Regions from separate parts of the Pan troglodytes genome. Here all the other regions are linked to region 3. A link is a contact called in public Hi-C and HiChIP or PLAC-seq data. All regions are on one chromosome and are shown on one strand. Each heading gives the region's core, a stretch centred on a gene start, on an enhancer-like site or on the middle of the called end of the contact. The rest is flanking DNA. Distances are from core to core; before and after follow the strand shown.

Region 1 (4,321 bases), core at 1,298-3,797, 580 kb before region 3:
TTAATTAATTAGATTAATTAACCCCCAAACCAAAAAAAAAAAACAACCATTTTCAAGGAAGTAATACATGTAAAATAGCTGATATTTATTTGCTTACTAACACAAATGCACAAATTGGTGGAAGTTCAGACTGAGGTACTGGTTTAGTGGAAGGAGGAAAACAGAATATTTCCAGTCACTGGATTTTTCTAAGTGCTGGCTACTTTAAGTCAAACTACTCAGATGTCTAGGATCTGGCTTTCGTTGACTGTTCTGAGGGGTCTTTGTTAGTTGTACGTCAGTGGAAAAGAGACTGAGATGATGGTATTTGGTTGGGATGCAGCAGTCTCAACAACCCAATCCAGTCCTACCTCAATCATGTGTCACACTCCTAGCCGCAGCTGCCCATGGAACAGAGAGCAAAGCCAGGCCATTGCATGCATTTTATTGCCATGAGGATTTCATCGCCAGCCTCAACACAGATCCCAGCTGAGCTATTCTGGACCATGTTGATGATGCTTTGTGCCAAGGGTAGACATAGACTGAAGGAGGCGTGCACCACGGAAAGTAGGCTGGCAACTTCTTCTAAAACAGCTTCCAATTCTCTGTGCTCCAGCTTTCACCAATCCAGTGTTGAGGAACAGACAGCCTCTCAAGCAGATGCAGCCCTTCCCCCACAACCCACCATCCTCAGGACTCCTCTTTGGAGAAGCAGCAAGGGAAGAGGTAGGGAAAGGAGAGTGGCGAGGAGTAGCTAGAGGCTCACAGCTTCTTAGCTGGGACCTCCGGAGTCCTCCTGGGTGATGGTTGCTAGAGAAGTGAGTGGCAAGGTGGGGGACTTAGTCTCCTGGTTTTTAAATCCCAGGTTCTTCCGAGGAACCCCAGAACAACTTCCTGCTGTCTCTAATTCCTCCTCCCTACAGCTGACTTTGGAATTGCTTGGCTTAGTGTTATTGACATGATAATAATTATAGTCATTTTCATTAATTGCTCCCTATTAGAGCCTAATTGCCATGGAGTACAATAAAATTATGCACATCATTCAATGTGCCATATTAACTTCAGATTTTATTCCATTATAACAGTAGATTTGGTTCACTTTTACATATTACTGCTCACACGACTTAGTTATATACACTTTTTTTTTTTGATAGACAAAAACAAACCTATTTCAAGTAGCCAAATCAGTGTAACCAGCAGGGGAGCCTCACGGGGGACTGGGACTAAGAAAAGGGAAGTTGTCTTTTTTCTGTGCTTCCCCTTTGTTCTTTTCTCTTTCTTCTGGTTATCTTTTTCTGCTTCTCCATGCACGTGGCAGCAGATGCTCTTCCATAGTGGGCTCCTGATGTTTGATGACCTCCATTCAAGTGACAAGCCTAGACTGATGGCTATTTTCATTCTGCTTCCAAATTCCCAGGAGAAAGTGTTCAAGTCACTCAGCTTGGTTGATTATTTCTGATTCAATCAAGTGTGGTCAATAGGATGGCATGACAGTTCAAGAATTTCAGGGGCTCCCAACCTACGGGTGGTTGGGTGTGTGAGGGTGGCGGTAGAGAAGATCTCCAGTTTGCAGGGGTCCCCATGGTTGCGGACCTGTACCAGTCTGTGGCCTGTTAGGAATGGGATCGTACAGCAGTAGGTGAGCGGCTGGTGAGAATGAGCATTACTGCCTGAGCTCTGCCTCCTGTCAGATCAGCAAGTGACATTAGATTCTCATAGGAGCGTGAACCCTATTGTGAACTGTGCATGCGAGGGATCTAGGTTGCACACTCCTTATGAGAATCTAATGCCTGATGATCTGAGGTGGAACAGTTTCATCCTGAAACCACTCCCACCCCGACCCCCTGCCTGGTCTGTGGAAAAATTGTCTTCCACAAAGATGGTCCCTCGTGCCAAAAAAAGTTGGGGACTGCTGCTTTGAGGCTTTCTGTAAGGTGGGGGGTAATAATGCAGAGAACCTGTCTCTTGGGGTGGTGGTGAGTGCTGCAACTGGCATTGTTCACATGGTACTTTGCACAGTGCTGGCACATAGAAATCACTGAATATAATGTTTACCATTATTGCTGTTATTACTATCTCTTTGGGTCCTTAAAACATTTTTTCAGGATTTTTAGGTGGGTATTATTTCAAAATCCATAAAATCCACCTAAAGATTTATATGAGAAGAATCCAAAAATCTCAGGGAAATCATATGAAAAAAATTATTTGTTTTCCTCAAATCTCTGAACGACAGTTTAAACATTTTCACACACTAGATCTAATTTTGGAGAGCTTGCAAACCCGGCCTGTAAGATTTCACTAATCCAGGAGGGGGCAGGCTTCCCAAACACAAATGTCCTCTGCTGCGGAGCCGTGGCTCCAGGAGAAACAAAGGCGTGTCGGTGAGAGCCGTTTCAGAAATCTAGTATTACCTTCAAAAAAATGTAAGAAATCAAAAGCAACTGAACATTTTCATGGCCTAGAAGAATCCCTGGCTGTGTCATCCTGAGGCACCTTGTCACCTGCCAGGCCAGGTCGGCTGTAAGCTTGTGAAGTAAGCAAAAGAAATTTCCCGTGTCCCCACCCACTCCTATCTTTGCTTTTGTTTCTGGTCCTCTGCCCGCTTCCTGCCTGTGCCTTCCTCATTAGTCTTTGTTCCCCTCTCCCATGACAATCTATCTTTGGGAAAAATAACTGTGATTTAAATGTTTATAGAAGTAAGGATCCTAGGAATATTAGGTCGCTTCAAACACTTTCAAGCGCGTGATAGTCACTAACAAGGGAACTAGCCCTACCAGGACTAGTATTAAGAGAGATGGAGGATTAGTGGCTTAAAGCAAGGGCATTGAAGGCAGATAGGGCTGGGTTTAAATCCTGGCTTTGGTGATAACACATTGCCAGCTCTGTGACCACTTCCCAGCTCCTTTACCCTGGGTAAGTTACTAAGCCTCTTTCTCCTCATGTGTAGAAGGAGGGTAGTGTTAGAACCTATCCCAGGATTTCCTCAGGATTAAAAAGGAGTGTGCATGTCTAGTACATAGTATTTGGCACATAAGACATACTCAACTGTAGTTGTTATTGTAATAAAAGTTTTATTATAGTGATATGACGTTAATAAGTTATTACAGTAATATAATTTTTTATTACTTTGGTTTTTTTTTTTTATCATGGTCCTATTTTATACCACACATTAGACAATTTCCGGTGTATTACCTTTAGGTCTGAACTGGAGGAAAAGGATACATTTTAAATGAAACATGACATGTTAGAACACAGAAAAAAATGAGCAGGATGAAGTTTCTGGAAACTCCTATAAAAATTTGTTGAAAGAGTTGTGGTCATTGGAACTGAAAAGTATGAGAATAAGAGCTTAAGAGCATGCATCTTGAAATGCAGGAACGGCTGGAGGGAATCCCGAGGGGCCTGGACAACCCTAATCCTCTAGATCAGGAAGGTTTTGCCCTTGTTTCTGTTAGTTGCCCAAGGGGAATTACTGCCCCCATCTCAGTTTATGTTTATTTCTCAGTTTAGAGGTTTTCAGAACCAATGGAATGACAGACCCATGATTACAAACTCTCAAGGGAAACTTTTCCCCTAGAGCCCAGACCACTGAGATAGAAAATCACCTTTATTGTCTCCCTGAGCCGATGGGTGCATTTCCTGATTCACTCCCTCACTCTGAGTATAGCCCTTCTGAGGACCAGGATTTCTGCAGGGGTTGCAGTTCCAACACCCAGCATTTTGTATCTCCAGGCCTCACATTCTGCCCTGGCCTGAGCATTCTAATCCAAGCCTCTAGGTGGCCAAGCCAGGCAACTCCCACCCTGAGTGGCTCTAGCATACATGCATGTACTCACTGCTCTAATTTTTCCTTCTCACTTCATTTTTGACTCCAGGAACTTTCTTTACTTTCTTCCAGCATTCAGCCATGTCTTAAAGGAGATTTGTTTTACTGGATCCAGAATTTCTGATTATTGTGGAGCTACATGGTTTCTGGACTGTTTAGTTGACCATACACCTAGAGGCAGAAATTAGTTTAAAAATAATTAAACAATTAAATACAAAATTTAATCACATTTAAAGGGAAGTTGGGAGTTCCTGAGGGGTAGATTTAAGCTATTAAAGGAAGCTGCTAAAGAGAGCTGCGGAATGGTGAGGTCCAGTCAGCGTGGGTATTGGGTGGCTCTATGATGCCATCATGGCGACTGTCACATTAAATAATTCTGAAGCTGAAAGAATTTAAGGGAACGTTTGACCTGCCCCACAGTATATGTATTTAAGACTTAATAGGCCATAGGGAAAGTCAGTAAATGTTCAGGAGAGTCTTTTTCTGAAAAAATGTTCCCACCTAAGGGATTAAGGA
Region 2 (4,557 bases), core at 926-3,425, 680 kb before region 3:
ATAACAACTATGAGGTTACATGCTATGAGGTCTGTAAAAAGAGGGGCAGAAGAAACCACGGCATTTTGCCTTGAAAGAAGCAGAAGGCTTCTCAAGGAATATTCACACTCACCTTGGAAGCGGAGTGAGATTTAGTACACAAAGATGGGCACTCACAGGAGGGAAGAGCCTCTGCAAGGCAGCAAAGAATGGAAGACCAGATGTGCGGAAGACAGCGGTGTATTCAGGAAGCAATCACTGAAGAGTAGACAATGGGAGGAGGCAGGCAGGTTGAGGGTACAGGGCCTATATGCCAGGTTAAAGAGGTTTCCATGGAATATTCCAGGCTTTGAGAAGCCCCTGAAGCTATTTCAGGCAGTGACATGAAGACTCATCCCTTTAGAGTCTTTGGTCAAAAATTATGAAAGATCTGGGTTTTCAAAGAATTTTGTCTACAGATGCCTATTATAGGTTATCTGAAGCTTGTATATATCCTAGGTTACTGACCTGCCCAACATTTTCTCACATATTTTTATGTATATATTGATATATATATTTCCGTCTATGCTGTTTTATTCCACAATAGCAGGTGATAAAGGCTCATTTAAACACCTAGTGAAATTTTTATATCTGTTTTAATTTTTTTAAAAGGAGGTGAAAATTTTTTTGAAGTGAAAGTTAGAAAAAATACTTAAGATAAATATTCTGAACTCCTTTTTCATCGCTGTACTTATATACCAAGATTCTGGGAAGGCAACATCCCATCCCTGCGTCAGTAAGGTTAGACGCTGAGGGCCCACTTAACCTGGAGGCTTCCCTAAGTGACAAGACCCTCAAACTGGATGATCCAATAGGGAAGGTTCTAAGTGAAGGGACAAAACAAATCTCCTGGCCCTTCATGTGCCAAGGAAAAGTAACGCCGAGCCCTGCGACTCTGCCAGGTATTTAAAAATGTAAGATAAGGTGATATTTGTGAGCCGGCCAGAAGGCAACGAAAGGCAGAGAGCAGATCACCGGCAGCCTCGGATTTCACTCTTGCAGCTCGGCCTGAAACAGAGGGAAGCATCGGCCCGGTGCAGGGCAGGAGGCCAGGGCACCCGCTTTCCCCGGGGGGCCGGACTGGGCGGCAGGCGGCGCACCCTGGCACGGAGGGAGGCGGGTACCCGGGCGCGCCGAGTGGCGCGGAGAGCCGGGCTGCAAGGCGGGCGTGGAGTGGCGGCTGTCAGGAAGAGAGGCCAGCATCCTCCCCGGCCTCAGGAAAGCACCGGGGCCTCCGCGGCTTCTACGTGGCCCCGTTACCCACGACGAGAGGGTCACGACGGGAGGCAGAGGAGCGGCTGCGCCCGCAGAGTCCCCCAGGACGCGGCCCCCGGGGCACTGGAAACCCAGGGCGGCGCCCCCGCAACCACACCCCACCTGCGGCTGCCTGTCCGCGTGGCCACCGGCCACGGGCTGCGGTCCCGGCACGCGGGGGGAGGAAGATGCGGCGGCGGCGCCGGGTCCTCCGCTCCACCGCCCCGGCGATCCCGGAGATAAAAGTTTGCAGCATGCGGCTCGTCTGCAGTGCGAGTCACATCCGCCGCGCCGCCTCCTGCAGCACCAGCGCTCAGAGAACGAACAAATACATTAAAAATTCAAAACAAAACAAAACAAAACAAAACTGTTGAAGCCGGTAGGCCCCGAAGCCGGCCTCTCTGCCTCCAGGGCGTGCATGCAGGCTAGCCCACCATCCCGCGCCCCCTCCCGCCCCCGGCCGCGCCTCCCGCCCGGCCTCGGCGCCCGGCCTGTGCCGGCCCCGCCGCGCCCGCCGCACTGACCGATAACCTCCTGCAGCTCGTACGCGTCCCTGCAGATGGGCCAGCCGACAGCCTGTGCCGCCGGGGCTGGGGCCGGGGCCGGGGCCGCGGGAGCTGCCGGGGCCGGCGCTGCTGTCGCGGCCGCTGGGGCCGCCGCCGCCGCCGCTGTCACCGGGGCCGCCTGCTGGGGAAGCTGGACGTGCACGGGCGAGCCGCTCGGCTCCGCCATGATGCTGCGGAGGAGAGCAGGAGGACGCGCCGGCCGACGGACGACCTTCCACTTGAAACTTCCTTTGCCTCGCCGCCGACACCTCTCGGCCGGCGCACGCCCTCCCCGCCCGCCGCCGCCGCCGCCGCCGCCGCCGCCGTCCCCGCCGAAGCCAGCCAGGAGGGGAGGGAGCAAGGGAGGCCGAGCTGGGCGGAGGGAGGAGGCAGCGCCGGCGGAGGCGGGGAAGGGAGGAGGCGGCGGCCGCTGCGCTCGCCGCGCGCCCAGAGCCTAGCGCGCGCTGTTCTCCGCCTCGGCGAGGGGAACCGCCGCCCCCTCCCGCTCCCGCTCCGCTGGCGGCCGGGGAAGTTCCCACCAAAGGAGTCAGGCCGCTTTGTGTGTGCTTTCGGGGCCACCGGCCCTGGTTCTCCTCCTCCCTCCCTGCTCTCCCTGCGCCTTCGCCCCAGACAATCAGGCTTGCCGGAGGACGCCCCCTGGGGACCCCGAGGGCGGGGTCGTTGAACGGCCGCCAGGTTCTCACATTCAGAATTCTCCTGCCACCAAAGAGAACCTGAAGTTCATTTATAAGTTGACGAGCGGGATACCTACACGGTGTCCCTTTGCAAGACGCCAGTTAGAAAATAACCCAAGTTGTAAGTTTCCGGCGCTTTACCTGCCGGTATCCCTTTCCCACCTTGCCTAATCTAATCGCAGTCCTTCTAGTTTTTCTTAGTAAATGAAACTTGATTCCTTAGGTCTCTGGCTGTTCAGACTTCATTTTTTCCAAGCCGCTTGGATCCCAGGGAGGCGATTTAAGGGGCTGTGGAATTAGAATAAGACATGCAGGAGAGGTTTAGAAAGTTTGCTCAAATTCTACACCCTTAATAATTGCCACATTAGCCCGTGAGGACACTGAGGCCAGACATCAGGCGTTTCTTTAAGAGCGTATACTTGGTGGGGAAATAATTTATTGGGGCATGAATAAACTGTGTTGGAAACTTTTAATTGCTGCTTTTTCAACACCCCAAAAATAACCTCGTCTGTAAAACTGCTATGGTAAAACCATAGGTTTTCCTAATTATAGGTGTCATATTTAACAGTGAATGTTCTCTGTGTTCCTTCCGTGGAGGTGACCAGGATCCACCGTTCTTGTCTCCAACTGAAACGGGGCAGTAAACCAATAGTATTGGTCGTTTGGCCAAGATGGTCTTGTCTGGTTCTCATTGCTAGGACTGCTGAAGAAATAGGTAAGAATAATGAGGATGTAATAAAAACTCTAGGGATATCATGATTTTGTCTCCCGAGTGTATGTACAGAAATCTCACTAAAATTTTTGAAAGATTATTCAGAAGAAGCCCAGAAATTTATTAGGAAAGTTAGTTGTCTAATCAAAACATTGATGTCCACTGAAGATGAGGGCACTTAATCTCTTGGAGCATTACAAAAGTTGGAGTAAAGCAGCTACCTCGCTCTGGTCTTGAAGCAGAAGTTCATGCTGAACTAAGTGTACATTCTTTGATGCGGAGGACTTCAAAAACTGTGTCTTGTCATGTCTGTCAAGAAACAGAGCCCTTCATAAACAAATTCTAGGCCTCTGAGGAACAGGGGAGCTCTTTATACCAAGCCATGGCTGCTGACCTCTTCAAATGCTGCCTCCACCCTACCCCAAAGAACTTTTAAGGACTGTTTTTAAAGGAAAAGAAAAATGATCAAATGAATATGACTTCCATTTTGTCATATGAATTTCTATTTTTGGCTTTCAAACCATGAAGTGGGATTATGAAGACCAGGAATGTTCTTGGGACTTAGTAGGAAAACATGATACTGTCAAGATCAATATCACAGAATTGAATCAAACACAGATCAATTAGTCTCCCACAAAAAACAACTGTTCCCCAGTCACAGACTACATGTCGGTCTCTAGTCAACCGCTTTCCAAATGGCTACCAGGATGAAGACTTGCTTGAGCGGATGACTCAGTGCACATCCATCATTTCTACAGTAAATCGGTTTAAAGAAGAATGTCCCCTGGCATTGCTCTTTGGCATCATTTTTATAAATGAAGAACAGAATATGAATAATATTTTAAAATTATACAAAAGCATTAGAGTTAATGTTTCTGTAAACAATTGGGTAAAATGGTACTTAAAACTTAGAAATATATGTTTTTTTAAAGTATTCAACTGATATGCACTTTTCCCGGAAAATCCATTACTAAATTTAAATTGAAAGATGGGGATGGAGGCGGGTGCCTTTAAAATATAAACAAGGTTTATTTCAATGCATAAAGAGTACATTCAGTGAGCGATGTTAAAAATAGAAAGGAAAAATAAGGGTCTAAATGTTTTTAAAGTGTATCCAACTGCCTCATGATGTGTTCAGGGTTTCTCAATCTCAGCGCTGTTTTGTGTCAGATAGTTCTCTTCGTTGTAGAGGTCTGTTCTCCTGTGGTATGGTCTGAATGTTTCTGTCCCCCCAAAATTCATATGTTGACACTTAATCGGCAGTGTAATAGTATTAAGAGCCTTTAGCAGGAGATTGGGTCATGAGGACAGAGCCCTCCTGAGTTAGATTAGT
Region 3 (4,744 bases), core at 862-3,361:
ATCAAATTGGTACATACATACAAAAATCTTGGTTTAAGAAAAAGTCAAGTGACTTGGTTCTAAAAATGAGATTCTTTTCTTAAGTATTTTAAAACTGTATATTCCAGCACTCTTCAATTGAACTTTTACAGTGATGGAGATGTTCTCTATCTGTGCTGTCCAATATAGTAGCCACTGGCCACAGATGTTTATTGAGCTCTTGAAATGTAGCTGATGCAACTGAGGAAATGCTTTTTTTTTTTTTTTTTTTTTTTGAGACGGAGTCTCGCTCTGTTGCCCAGGCTGGAGTGCAGTGGCACGATCTCGGTTCACTGCAAGCTCTGCCTCCTGGGTTCATGCCATTCTCCTGCCTCAGCCTCCGGAGTAGCTGGGACTATAGGCGCCCGCCACCACGCCCGGCTAATTTTTTTGTATTTTTAATAGAGACAGGGTTTCTCCGTGTTAGCCAGGATGGTCTCGATCTCCTGACCTCGTGATCCGCCCGCCTCAGCCTCCCAAAGTGCTGGGATTACAGGCGTGAGCCACCAAGCCCTGCCGGAAATGCATTTTTAACCTTCATTTACTTTTAATTTACATTTAAATAGCCATGTGTGTCTAGTGGCTACTGAATTGGACAGCACAAATCAAGTCTCACAGTGCTTTTCCTTGAAAATAAAACCCAAGTATTTTGTATATTGTCACTTTTGCCATGTTCCTGTGAGACAACATGAATCAGCGTTAACGGCTCTAAGAAGTTAACAGATATTGCTGCATTTTCCAAAGGGACCCTCTGCAGACCTGGATTCTCTCTCTGCAGCTCTCTTCTCTCTCATTCTGTCCTGTGAGCAATAGCCGCCTTGGTGTCCCTGGACTCTCAGCTCTGTTGCCTGGAATCAGAGAGTCTGGGTTCACCCTCCCTGCACCATGTTCTGGAAACCCTCTAAGGTCCACAATACTAGCGGGGAGCTTTACCCAGTCCATGACCACATTCTGGATGGCTGGATGGCTTTCTGACGAAGCCTCCCTGCTTCTCTGGGTCTAGCACACATCAACGCCCTACACCTGCACTTCTGTGGCTATTTATAAAGTCTTCCAAAAAGGACCACTCGTGTCCAGTTGCCCCTGAGGATTTTGCCCTCATTGATGGGCTGTCCTAGGCACTTTGGAAATGGCAAACAGCTTCTAGGATGAATTCCTAGATCTCAGTATTGCCAGGAAACTAAAATGGGGGTCTAACTTTTCCCCTCCCCTTACTTCGAATGCTTTCAGATGGTGATTTCACTCTGAAGGTAATGTGGTGCAATTTGCCAATTGTTAAAAGTCTATTTTTTTAAGTTAACAGTAGAAAAGATCTATAAGAAGCAACGACTCCAGAAATTTCTGCCAAATGACAGAAATTCACGAGAAGATTCTAAGACTTAGAAGTGCTTCATTTTCAGCTCTGTAAAGGACCAATGCAGTTTATGTCAAATTTGAGGCAGGTCTGGTGTGGAGTACTAATTACTGTCTGCTATCCTTTGAGGGAGAGCACAGTAATGACTCAGATGAAATCACTTCTCATTTCTTTTGGCAGCATAGAAGTAATTGCTCTAAAGGAGGGGAAAAGCTTCAAAGATTAAGGTTATAAAAGTTAGCATAAAACCGATTGTCTTCTGTTCTGAATTTTTTAATTTCTTAGTTTTTCTTTTTTTCTAATGTTTTGCCATGCGATTTCTGAAGAGAATCTGTCCTCAGTTCAAAAACCATGGTATTTCCCCAAAGAACAATATGTTCTGAAGGAGCTGCCAGGACAGGGGCAGGTAATGAGTGAAGGCAGCAGCTGCGGTCCCGCCGAGCGGGACTCCGGGCGCACGCGGGAAGCGCGGGGAGGAACGTAGGCGCTGGCAGCACAGCAGCCCGTTTCTGGCGCTGGCCAAGTGGAAACTGAAGCGGCTTCCCTGGGAGGATCTGGGTGCGCTGCAGGGGGAGCAGGCCATCTGTGTGCCTGGAAAAGAAACCCAGCACTACCGAAGACAAAGAAGAGCTTCTTTACTCTCGCACTCACCTACCCCTGTGCGTCAACTAAGCCGATCACACTCTAATTCCTGTTCAAAGAGTTGGCTTTTTCCAGGATTCAGGCTTTGTCTGATGAACAGCATGGACCGGATTGTCATCTGTGCTCATACATCCTGCTGCTAATAGAAGATGGGCACTATCTTCCACCCGCCCCGCCCCGCCCCGCCTCCTTGCCTCCAGGCTCAGTAATTCTGCATCAAAAACATTTCTACATAATCATTCCTTTCTTTTTTTTTTTTAAGCAATTGTTCAAATAAAAAAATGGTAGAGCTCTTGCTATATTTCTAGATGAAAACTGCATTGACTTAACAAAAGAAAAATAAATGTTCCTGTCTGAGTTTTGGAGATGTGTGTGTGTGTGTGTGTGTGTGTGTGCGTGTGTGTGTGTACCTTATTCTCTTAGCTTTGGAATGCTGATGCCCTGCTCACCACGGCCAAGCAAGAGGTTGCGCCACAGGTCCACATGTGGATCCCAGAGGAAGTCAGAATGCAGGTAGGCAGGTGCCAGGAAATTCAAAGGCAGATCGATGTACAAAGGCCTTCGTGGAGTTTAGCAACCAGCATCCTGGACTGGCGTCATCAGAACTACATTCTAGCCTGGCCCTGCATCCAACCACTAAAACTCCAGAAGGCCATTTAGTGTTGGTGGCCTCAGTTTACCCAGTTCTCAACTGAGGAGTTTAGTATGGGGTTAAAATGGAAGGTTCATTCACGGTGTGATATTCTGCAACTCTGAGGGTCTCATTCAGTCCAACATATTGTGCTTTGGCTCTCCAACCAGCTCCTCTATTTTGTTTGCTCTTTGTGAAGCACTATCTTCACAGAAGGCTTTCAGATGTATTGTTAATTTTTTTGTGAAGTGGAGCAAGAAGGTGATAAGACCCTGGCTAATGTGTTTTGATACTGTTTTAATTTTAGTTTCATGCAATGAACAAGGCTATACATCTTACAAAGCACTCTGTTTTGAAATGTGCTACTTTATTAAACAATTTTGGACCAGTCTTTAAAACATTTGATTCTAATTAGAATCTGAATTTTATAGCAATAAAAAAGTACATGGAGAGATAATTTAACTGATGTTATGGGGCAAAATTATTAACATGAGAATAGCCATAGACTTCCTGCTACGCTATCTTGCAACAGAGATCCTATAATTAAATTCCAACTCCAGTTCCCCTTTCTCAACATCCTAAAGAAGAAATTCTTGCTGGAAGAGATACTAAGCAAATCACATAATAATAGGCTGAATGAGAAGAAAGGAAGGAGAGGGAAACTTGGCTTTGTGGGAGAGGTTGGAGAGCTTACATGACTGAGCTGAGTGAGGACAGTGACTAGAGTTTTGACACAGCATTTTAGTAAGTTTATTGTGGAGTAATTATGGATTTCTCAAAGATATAAAGATAAAATTTACTTTTTAATTTTTTATGGCTGTTGAAATATGCTTCCTGAATGAAACACAACTCTGACACCAAGTTACATGACGCCAGGCTTTTTGAGGATGAACAAAATTAGAAATCCAGATCCAAAAAGCTTCTAAAATCTCCACGGACTTAACTAGGGCCCTTTCTGTCCATGCTTGTCTTTTAACTCACCCACCCACCAGACCAGAATGTATTAAATGCCTTCAGCTGCTGGAGATGCAAGGTTGAGTTCAATATAGGCTCTTCCCTGGGGGAGGCCTCCATTGATTCTGGGCTCACTTGCAACAGATCTGGGTGGACTCCAGGGATACCTCTGGCTTGTGGACTTGAAGAATTGGTTTGTGACTATTTCCAGCTATAAATTAACTGGGAACTTTACTCCCCATTTCTTCTAACCCATCCTTTTTCAAATTCATCCTTTCTTGAACCACTTTTTTCCCCCACCTCTGGCATATCCTGTCAAAGGGATCTAGATTGTTCCCAGTCTAACATCAATTTTATCACGTGAAAGGATGAGAAAGCATATTCAAAAAACACTAAGTGCCTAAGTAAAAGCTTCTTTCATTTAAAGCAGGGCATGTGCAATGTTCCAGGAAAGAAAGAGCTGCCAGGACACCCATCCAGTGATATCGTCTTTCCATGGCAGTGATACTAGGTAAAAAAGACCGATTCCTTCTTTCACTGAATATTTTTGGAATGTCTCTAGATATAATGATCATATTTGAAGATCATTTAAGAATGCGTTAATACTTCAATATTGTGTTATTTTCTTTATACTTACATTTCAGGATTTTTATTAATAAAGATCTATTGAGTAAGATTGTATTAATTTTTAGTTAACAGCAACAACAACAACAACAAACACAATTACAAAAAAACTACTTCAGTGGCTTAAACAAGTGAGAGGTGTCTTTTCCTTCTGTAACAAGATGGGTGAAGGCAGGCAACCCAGGCTGAAGTAGCTGCACAAAGGATGTTCAGGAATCAGGCTGAGTATCTTCCTGCTCTGCCATCTGTGGTGTGTGGCTTTTGTCCAAGTGATCACAGCATGGCTGCTGTGCATTCAGGAAAGAAGAAAGGGGGAAGAGACTCAGGTTTTCTTTTACCCAGGCTTTATTCAGAAAGGGACAGCCTGCATAGGGCCTTGTGCCTATATTTCATTGACAAGACAATGTCACCTGGCCTTCATCTAGCTGCAAGGGAGTCTAGGAAGGTAAATATTTTGCTTTCCAGCCTCTGTAATAGAGGAAAGCAAAAGAAAAGGGTGTCGGATTGGGTGTCAAGAGAGA

Evidence for each region. Hi-C and Micro-C count contacts between places; a contact is called where the count stands out from the background. HiChIP or PLAC-seq counts read pairs in DNA pulled down with a chosen protein or histone mark.
Region 1: a Hi-C map of stem cell-derived neural progenitor cells shows a contact between it and region 3, with 5 times the contacts expected there. The contact joins the enhancer-like site here to the promoter of SPC25 in region 3. A contact is called at or near these places in 4 of 7 Hi-C or Micro-C datasets (induced pluripotent stem cells, a lymphoblastoid cell line and stem cell-derived neural progenitor cells) and 1 of 1 other capture datasets (stem cell-derived neural stem cells).
Region 2: a contact with region 3 is called in an H3K4me3 HiChIP or PLAC-seq map of stem cell-derived excitatory neurons, with 5 times the contacts expected there. The contact joins the promoter of STK39 here to the promoter of SPC25 in region 3. A contact is called at or near these places in 1 of 7 Hi-C or Micro-C datasets (stem cell-derived neural progenitor cells) and 1 of 1 datasets of contacts at active chromatin or transcription factors (stem cell-derived excitatory neurons).

What each region holds. Positions count from the first base shown.
Region 1 is chr13:70,359,439-70,363,759 of NHGRI_mPanTro3-v2.0_pri, forward strand. No RefSeq gene overlaps it. Among named protein-coding and RNA genes, the nearest start is that of STK39, 99 kb to the left of the region's middle. Within about 2 kb of position 2,548, at least 10 of the 24 cell types and tissues checked have an H3K27ac peak or open chromatin away from gene starts, as enhancers often do. A contact at or near this core is called in induced pluripotent stem cells and stem cell-derived neural progenitor cells, where this site is marked.
Region 2 is chr13:70,260,219-70,264,775 of NHGRI_mPanTro3-v2.0_pri, forward strand. It overlaps STK39 (serine/threonine kinase 39), which reads right to left and starts at 2,176. Exons shown (of 18, transcript XM_515880.6): 1 at 1,797-2,176. The coding sequence starts at 2,004.
Region 3 is chr13:70,944,564-70,949,307 of NHGRI_mPanTro3-v2.0_pri, forward strand. SPC25 (SPC25 component of NDC80 kinetochore complex) reads right to left here and starts at 2,112. Exons shown (of 8, transcript XM_016949980.4): 1 at 2,024-2,112.